3 separate regions of the Rattus norvegicus genome follow, and all the other regions are linked to region 1. A link is a contact called in public Hi-C data. All regions are on one chromosome and are shown on one strand. Each heading gives the region's core, a stretch centred on a gene start, on an enhancer-like site or on the middle of the called end of the contact. The rest is flanking DNA. Distances are from core to core; before and after follow the strand shown. Region 1 holds the start of Myoz1 (myozenin 1). Region 2 overlaps Cfap70 (cilia and flagella associated protein 70). Region 3 holds the start of Mss51 (MSS51 mitochondrial translational activator).

Region 1 (2,518 bases), core at 8-2,507:
CTACATTTGGGCGCTCAAGCACGCCCTACCTCCAGTGAGCTCCATAATCAGTTTGCTTGACTTCCTCCTCTTGTTAGGGGCCGGGGTTCCCGAGAGCGGCATGGTGGAGGGGGATTTGACCTGGAAGGAGCAGGAAGCAGGCTTGAAAAAAGACAGGAAAGGGGAAAACAAGCATGTTCACTACAGTGAACTACTTAACTTGGGGTCGAGGACAAATTTTCTTCAGAGTTTTTCCCATGTGTTCATGTTTGCATGCGTGCATGTGTTTTCACAGTGATCTGTATCCCCAGAAGGTAAACGGCCAAGACTTCTGTTTTCTTTGGAAGCAGGACAGGAGGCGGAACTGCACCCCTTTCCTTACGTCTTACCGACCGGCTATGTTCGCTTTCCATAACTCCTGTATGGGCATCGGAAACACAGCTATGGCCGAAGGGGGTTCAAATACAACACTGGCAAAGCAATGCACTCAGGCTTCTTGGGCCTGGCATGATTTAAAGTCCTTGTTTGTGTTGGGATAGCAGGCTACAACTATGGCTCCAGACTCTGGTCTCCTGCTCAGGCTTCCATCAAGGTCTAAGGGGGTAGAGAAATGTTCTGCTAGTATTGAGGAGACTCAGCCAAACCCTTCTCCATAGGAAGGAGAAGCTGTTCTTCCAGGAAGCCAACTGGAACATGGCCCGAGAGGTCATGGGTGTGTTCCTTGCTTCTTCAGGCAACTCCTACCCCAAGCTGCAGAGCTGGGCCTGAGAGCAAGCTGAGGGCGTTTGAGCTGGGACAGATGTCAGCTCAGCAATATCATGCATGGGGGTAGAGAATTGTAGGAGGACAGAAACACAGGAATGAGATCTGGCTGTGGGTGGGGACAAGGTAGAAAAAGACACACAGTCCAGTCTCTCCCTAACAGTCCTGCTGTTTTCTGTGGTGTTCTGTCACACAAACACAACGACACTCTACCAACCTAGTGGCATCTCAAACTACCCCTCCCCATCTGTCAGGTACCTCCCCACACATCTTAATTCCTCCCAACTCCTCAGGTCCCTTTCTTTCCAACTCTGCAGCTCCAACTGGACCACCAGCAGCTGAGCAGAGATGAGAAGAGAGACCACTCCCTGAGGACGAAGAATCACGATTGCAAACATGGAGGTCACAAAAGTGGGCTCCAGCCCCTTCCTGTGGTAGAACCACAGACTTACCAGCCTCTCAGTTGGTGGTCAGCTCTCCCTGGGGTCCAGCAGCTTTGGATGACTGAGCTGCTGTGACTGGAGAACCTGAGCTGGGCAAGCGTAGGGGCAGCCCTGGCAGTGGGGGAGGGAGGGAGGGAGGGGGGTGGTTATTAATAGAGTCGATGAGCACAAGCAGCTCAAATGGCACAAACGGGGGCACTGAGACCCTGAGCCGGGATCCTGCCCTCCTTGCCTGAGGTTCAGGAAGAGGGAAGGCCTATGAAAATTCCCAGCAGACCGTCTGACCAGGGTTCAGTCAGCCGAAGCGGTGTGCTTCTTCCCCTTTGCCTTGAGATCCAAAGAAGCATCTCAGGAGGCAATGGACAGCAGAGGCAGAAAGAAAGGGAGCAGACAGTTAGTGCTGGGTAAGAATTAAGAGTAGGTATAGGGAAAAACAAAAAACGAAACAGAAAACATGATTTGTGGGCCACTCAGGCCATTCCAGACCGGGGCTGGAGGGACCCATGAGTGTATTCAGAGCTGGGAGGGATTGAGGCCCTACACTGAAGATAAGATGGAAATTTTCACAGCGGCATTGCTTCTAAACTTCCCGAATAGGTCGACTTTCTGTCTGAGAGCGTTAGATCTTGACCTGGTGAGGGGCCACCTTAGTCAACCCCAGTGCAGATGATGTGATGGAAGCCTATTAACCCCACTCCTTGTCTTTCCTCTCAGTACAGCTGTTCTCAACATGCGGGGCCTGACCTTCTAGGGCTGGACAACCCTTTCACAGGGTCAGATATCAGATATTTACATTACAATTCATAACAGTAGCAAAATAAGTTAGGAGGTAGCAACAAAATAATTTTATGGGGCTGGAGAGATGGCTCAGTGGGTTAAGAGCACTTACTGCTCTTCCAGAGGTTCTGAGTTCAATTCCCAGCAAGGACATGGTGGCTCACAACCATCTGTAATGGGGTCTGATACCCTCTTCTGGTGTGTCTCAAAACAGCTACAGTGGGCTGGAGAGATGGCTCAGCGGTTAAGAGCACTGTGTGGTCTTCCAAAGGTCCTGAGTTCAAATCCCAGTAACCACATGGTGGCTCACAACCATCTATAATGAGATCTGGTGCCCTCTTCTGGTATTCTTAATCAAATAAATAAATAAATCTTAAAAAAAAACCCAGCTACAGTGTACTTATATAAATTAAATAATTATAAAAAGAATTTTTAACTATGCCAGGCATGGTGGTGCATACCTTTAATCCCAACACTTGAGAGGTAGAGACAGTGGATCCCTGAGTTCCAGGCTAGCCTGCTGCTGTACAGAGTCAGTTCCAAGACAGCCAGGGCTA
Region 2 (2,518 bases), core at 9-2,508, 230 kb before region 1:
ATAAAAGCGGACAATAAAAGACTGAATGACCCTTACCCTCATGGAATTTATACACAAGGAGTAAGGGTGCAACATAGACAGGGAAAGCAATATGGAACATGTTCCAGGCTCACAAAACCCTGTCTTTCCAAAGCCTTGGTTTAATCTATTAATCCTATTACAGTAACATGCAGTCTAGCACATCTGCAGGTAAGCCTAAGTTAATTAGATTGAGCTGAATCACTCATTTTGACCTAGATAAAAATGATTGTTTCTTATGGTACCTCTGGTAAGACAATAAGGCAGGGTCAGGGGAAATCAGTATCTGAAAATACTGAGCAACAGGGGACTTCTGTGGCCAACCAATCATCCTGGGTTCCCTGGGAACTGAGCGGTCAGTACATCAGGACCCCAAAAAAGTCCTAGGCAAAGAACCACAAATGGGTCACATAGGGGAAACAGCCACATAAAACTGGATTAGACACAGAATAACAGATTTGACTTGATAGGTCACTTCTAATTATAAAACTTGAGGGGAAGGCTCTGTGTCTAGGCTGCTCTCCAACTCCGGATCTAATATGATCCTTGTCTCAGTCTCCCAGTGCCGGGAACCATGGCAGAAGCCACCACACCCTATCGTTTTATTTTAGGGATCCACATGTTTACCTTCTCAAGTTTGCCTGGCTTGGCTTTGGGTACAACGATCAAAGGCACTCTTGTGATCTCCACGGGCCAGAGTCGGCAATCAGCAATTCGCTTCTGAAAACTGCAAATTAAAAATCAGACCATCAGCACTATCTGCAAACGCAAATGGCACAGCTTAAAAGGAAACATTCTTTTCTAGGAAATTATGAGTAAAATGAGCTGGGGATATGGCCCAGTTGGTCAAGTGAGTGTTTCTCTAGAAAGTAATGGAATACGTGTGGGGTGTGTGTGTGTGTGTGTGTGTGTGTGTGTGTGTGAGTATGTGCATGAGAGACACACAAAGACAAGGACAGAGAGACAGAGAATGTCTGTCTTAATAGGCAGACGGGTTTATGTTTGTTTGAGAGACTAGGATAGCCCCGCTTGGTTTCAAACTTAGAACCCTTCTATTTTAAGCTCCTGGAAACCTGATTAGAGATGCCCACCACCATGCCTGCCTACACTGCTGATTTAAATTGTTTTATTATTTTGAATCATGTGCATGTATATGCATGTTTCTGTGCATGTCAGTGCAGTGCCTGGGGGTGGCACTGAATGCCCTAAGTCTGGAGCTCCTGGCACTTTCAAGCTGTCTGATGTGGGTGGTAGAACTGATCCAGTGTCCCCTGGCAGCACAGACAGTCATAATAGCTCAACCACTTCTCCAGCCCAGCTGGTTGATTTTTAGAAAACCTTCCTAGGTTTATAGATTTATAAAAATAATTTTTAAAATGCTAACAATCTCAAAAAATACATCTTTAAGTGCCATATGGCAACCTAAGCTCAACAGGAGGCTAACACAAGAGGATCACAAGTTTGAGGGCTGCACAGTGAGCTCCAGGCCAGTCTGGGATACATAGCAAGGCCCTGTCTCAAAACCAAACAAACACCGGGGAGGTGTGGGGTGGTGGTGCATGCCTTTAATCTTAGCACTGCTGGACAGGAGCTGGATTTCAGACAGCCTAGCCTCATCTACACAGGGAGATCCTATCTAAATAAACAAAACACTGAAAATTGGCCAGTATAGTACCAGGAAATAAAAACTAAATTTTGACAAATTTTTTGAAACTAAGAGTTGAAAATTTCCAGGGAACCCAGATATAAGGGCTACCTGTTCTAAGGGTCGGCGCCCTGCAGGAGGGAAACCTCATGCTTCAAGGAGGGATGGAGAGTAAATGGTTTGAAATACTCCCCAGTGGCCAGTGTTGTTTGTTTGTTTGTTTGTTTGTTTGTTTGTTTGAGGCAGGATCTCACTATGTAGCCCTGGTTGACCTGGAACTTTCTGGGTAGAACAGGCTGGTCTCGAGCTCACAGATCAAGTTCCGTGAGGTTAAATTATCTCCGATCATGGACCCTGGATGAGTGGCAGGTCCTGCACTCCTGAAGCTTCCACTGTGTCGTTACACCTCACCAAACGTGCCCACTAACCAGTCTCACTACAGCTGCCCTGCAAAAGGAGAAGTAACGTTTTTTTCTCAGACAGGAAACCAGCCAGCAGCCCTGACCGGTGAGGAAAGGCTCTACATGTGTGTTAATGAGCAGACAGAAAGTGCTAAAGGTTACAGAGAAACAAAATACTGAGTCGTAAGTTCAAATCCATAGAACACGAGGAAAACGCCCAAACATTTAATTAAAGTAAAACAACTAAAACTTTGTCTTATTCTTTTTTTTTTCTTTTTTTTCTTTTTTTTCGGAGCTGGGGACCAAACCCAGGGCCTTGCGCTTGCTAGGCAAGCGCTCTACCACTGAGCTAAATCCCCAACCCCACTTTGTCTTATTCTTAATTGATCTAATGGATTAGTATGTGCTCAAATTAACGTGAGCAACAGTTTATCCTCAGCAAAATCAAGTCCAT
Region 3 (2,518 bases), core at 11-2,510, 160 kb before region 1:
GACCTACTGTTCCAAAGAGAAGATTCTCTGTCTTCATACTTCTGCGCCCCATTTCCAAGAACTGACTTGGTTGTGCCTCTAATTTATCCTTCCTTCCATGATGCTAGGCCTGTAACAAGTAGTCTGCCACTAAGCAAAACTCCCAGTCCACCGACCATCACTTTTGTTTATTTAGAGACAGGGTTTGATTAGTCCAGGCAGGCCCTGAACTGTGTAGCTGAAGGTGGGCCATAAACTTCGGTGTATTTAGGAGAGCAGGATATAACCAGACAGAAATCAAGAGCAGTGCACCACTTGAAGGAAAAGGAGGTTCTGGTGAGTCCCTAATATCACAAACTGCTCTATATTCAGAGCATACTGATGACCTAAGTTATGACTACCAGCTTGCTGACAGGAAGGTGAGATTATAGGAATGACAAGTCAGGTTTTATACGTGTGTGTGTGTGCGTGTGTGTGTGTGTGTGTGTGTGTGTGTGTGTGTGCACGAGAACGCATGTACGCACAATCGATTCTGAATATGCCTATCACAGACCCACACCCTGATTTAGCTTTCCCAGAATCCCAAGCTCCTCTAAGTTTCAAGGGGTACAAACTGAGAAAAAGCAAAGGGGGAAAGGGGAGACCCAGAGGACATGGAAGGGTGAAACCAGAAAGAGCTTTGGTAAGCACTCAGAACTCCAGAGAATTCAGCCTACCTCAAGCCATCCCTGATGACTTAGAGCAAACACTCTTACCCTTATCTCCAAAGCCTAACCGAAAACATTCACCTATGCGGAACAGCACATTTCCCTCTTTCCCCTTCCTCATTAACAAAGTCCTGTATTTCACATAAGATACAGCCACATCGCACTGTCTCCAGACTGCAGTTTCTCAAATCCATCAGCAAAAACAAAACATCTTTTGGATGGTGGAAGGAAGACATGGGGAAGCAGAACTGGTCACTTGGATCCTTGAACAGGGTAGGAGAAGGTTGGCAATGGTAATGAGCACTTGTTCCGGGACTCGGGAAGCTGAGGCAGTCTGGAGAGTGTCTCAAAAACCAAAGAAAACCCCCAATGTGGGGAGAAGGTAGGGGTGGGGATCGAGTACATTGAGAAACTGCTACTCTGACCACATTAGCTGCTTAGTCAGTGATTAACACTCCCTCAAGTGATAAATACTTTACAGAATTATAAAATGAACTAAGTCGACAGATTGATGGGAAAGTAACTTACCTGTTAAGCCCTAGGCTTGCTTCCTTCTTTCCTCCAAGTGAAGTGAGTGTTTCATCTCTTCAGGTCTAGGCTGTCTCACTTGCAGCTGTCCATTCAAATCACTTCTTCTGCAAACTGCTGAAATGCTGGGTCTCGGTGACTAACATGTGCCCTGCCAACCAGACAGACAGGGATGAATTCTCCCTAACGAGACAAGCCAGGACCAGGACACCTGCTTGAGTTTTCTCTCTGACCCTTATCCTCTGCCAAGAGGGCTCAAGACTGTGTCAACACTCAGCTCACCGAAGCCAGGCAAGCCAAGGAAAGATGAAACCTACCATTTCCTGGATGTCTCTCAAGGCAGCATTTCTGCTCTCACTTTACAGCTTCATTAGGAGGGGGAAACCCCTTGGGATTAATTAGGGAATCAGTATTTCGCTGGAAAGACAGACACCAAACCAGAGGAAAGGAACCACTGGAAAATGTGGACGTCAATCTAGACACAGGACGAGTTCTCCACACTTGAGAACTTTTTAGCTTCACACACTTGTCAAATAGAATCCAACAATGTCCAAACTAGGATCAAGTACAAATATAATTACCCCCCAAAAGGCAGAAGAGTGGCATTTAATGGTGCAAGGAACTCAACTATAGAAAAAAAAAAAAAAAAGAACTACTTTGTAAAAAAAAAAACAAAAAACCAATCACTTCACCGGTACATAAGGTATTCTCAAAGGACATTCTACATGACGGTTTCAAAAGAAAGAAATGCTTCTGAAATATCAAAATAACTGAGACCAATTTTAAGCTACTGAGTAAAAGTACGTACTATTTATAGGGATGGAAAACGATTATCTTTTCACTCCTGGTAACGGATGCTGCTGCTACAGAAGGTTCCATCACACTTCCTAACTCCTTTCCACTTGTAACTATGGAGCTGGAGAACCTAACAGCTGACATCTGGACAGAGATCCGGCACCTCCTCCCCCTCCCCACTTTTTTTGTTTTAACTTGCATTTGACCTCAGCTGTCACACTTACCTGACTCTGGAAAATAGAACTTCTGACAATGGGGGTCCTCGAAGGTAGTATACAATTTTACAAAATTCTGTCACCAAGAAAGGATTCCAAAGAATAGAAAACAGGAACAATAAACAAGGAGTCAATGAAACATTGCACAATGCCATATAGAGTAACTGTAAACAAAGGGAATCAGTTATAATATTAAAAAACCGATTAAAGAGTTTATTACTGTGATAAAGATTTCAGGTCAACTTCAAACAAAAGGAACTTCAAAATGAAATGACAGCCGTCCGCGAGGCTGAA

The links. A called contact is a pair of places that touch in the nucleus more often than the background predicts.
Region 2: a contact with region 1 is called in a Hi-C map of psoas muscle, with 3 times the contacts expected there. The contact joins the enhancer-like site here to the promoter of Myoz1 in region 1. A contact is called at or near these places in 2 of 12 Hi-C or Micro-C datasets (mammary epithelial cells and psoas muscle).
Region 3: a contact with region 1 is called in a Hi-C map of psoas muscle, with 2.7 times the contacts expected there. The contact joins the promoter of Mss51 here to the promoter of Myoz1 in region 1. A contact is called at or near these places in 3 of 12 Hi-C or Micro-C datasets (Schwann cells, hepatocytes and psoas muscle).

Annotation. Positions count from the first base shown.
Region 1 is chr15:3,692,352-3,694,869 of GRCr8, reverse strand. Myoz1 (myozenin 1) reads right to left here and starts at 1,257. Exons shown (of 6, transcript NM_001109097.1): 1 at 1,194-1,257; 2 at 30-120. The coding sequence starts at 102.
Region 2 is chr15:3,923,006-3,925,523 of GRCr8, reverse strand. It overlaps Cfap70 (cilia and flagella associated protein 70), which reads right to left. Exons shown (of 29, transcript NM_001108370.2): 9 at 646-745. Among named protein-coding and RNA genes, the nearest start is that of Cfap70, 23 kb to the right of the region's middle. Within about 2 kb of position 1,258, at least 3 of the 93 cell types and tissues checked have an H3K27ac peak or open chromatin away from gene starts, as enhancers often do.
Region 3 is chr15:3,855,486-3,858,003 of GRCr8, reverse strand. Mss51 (MSS51 mitochondrial translational activator) reads right to left here and starts at 1,260. Exons shown (of 7, transcript NM_001106025.1): 1 at 1,215-1,260. It overlaps LOC102554047 (60S ribosomal protein L15-like), which reads left to right. Exons shown (of 1, transcript XM_039093719.2): 1 at 1-1,225.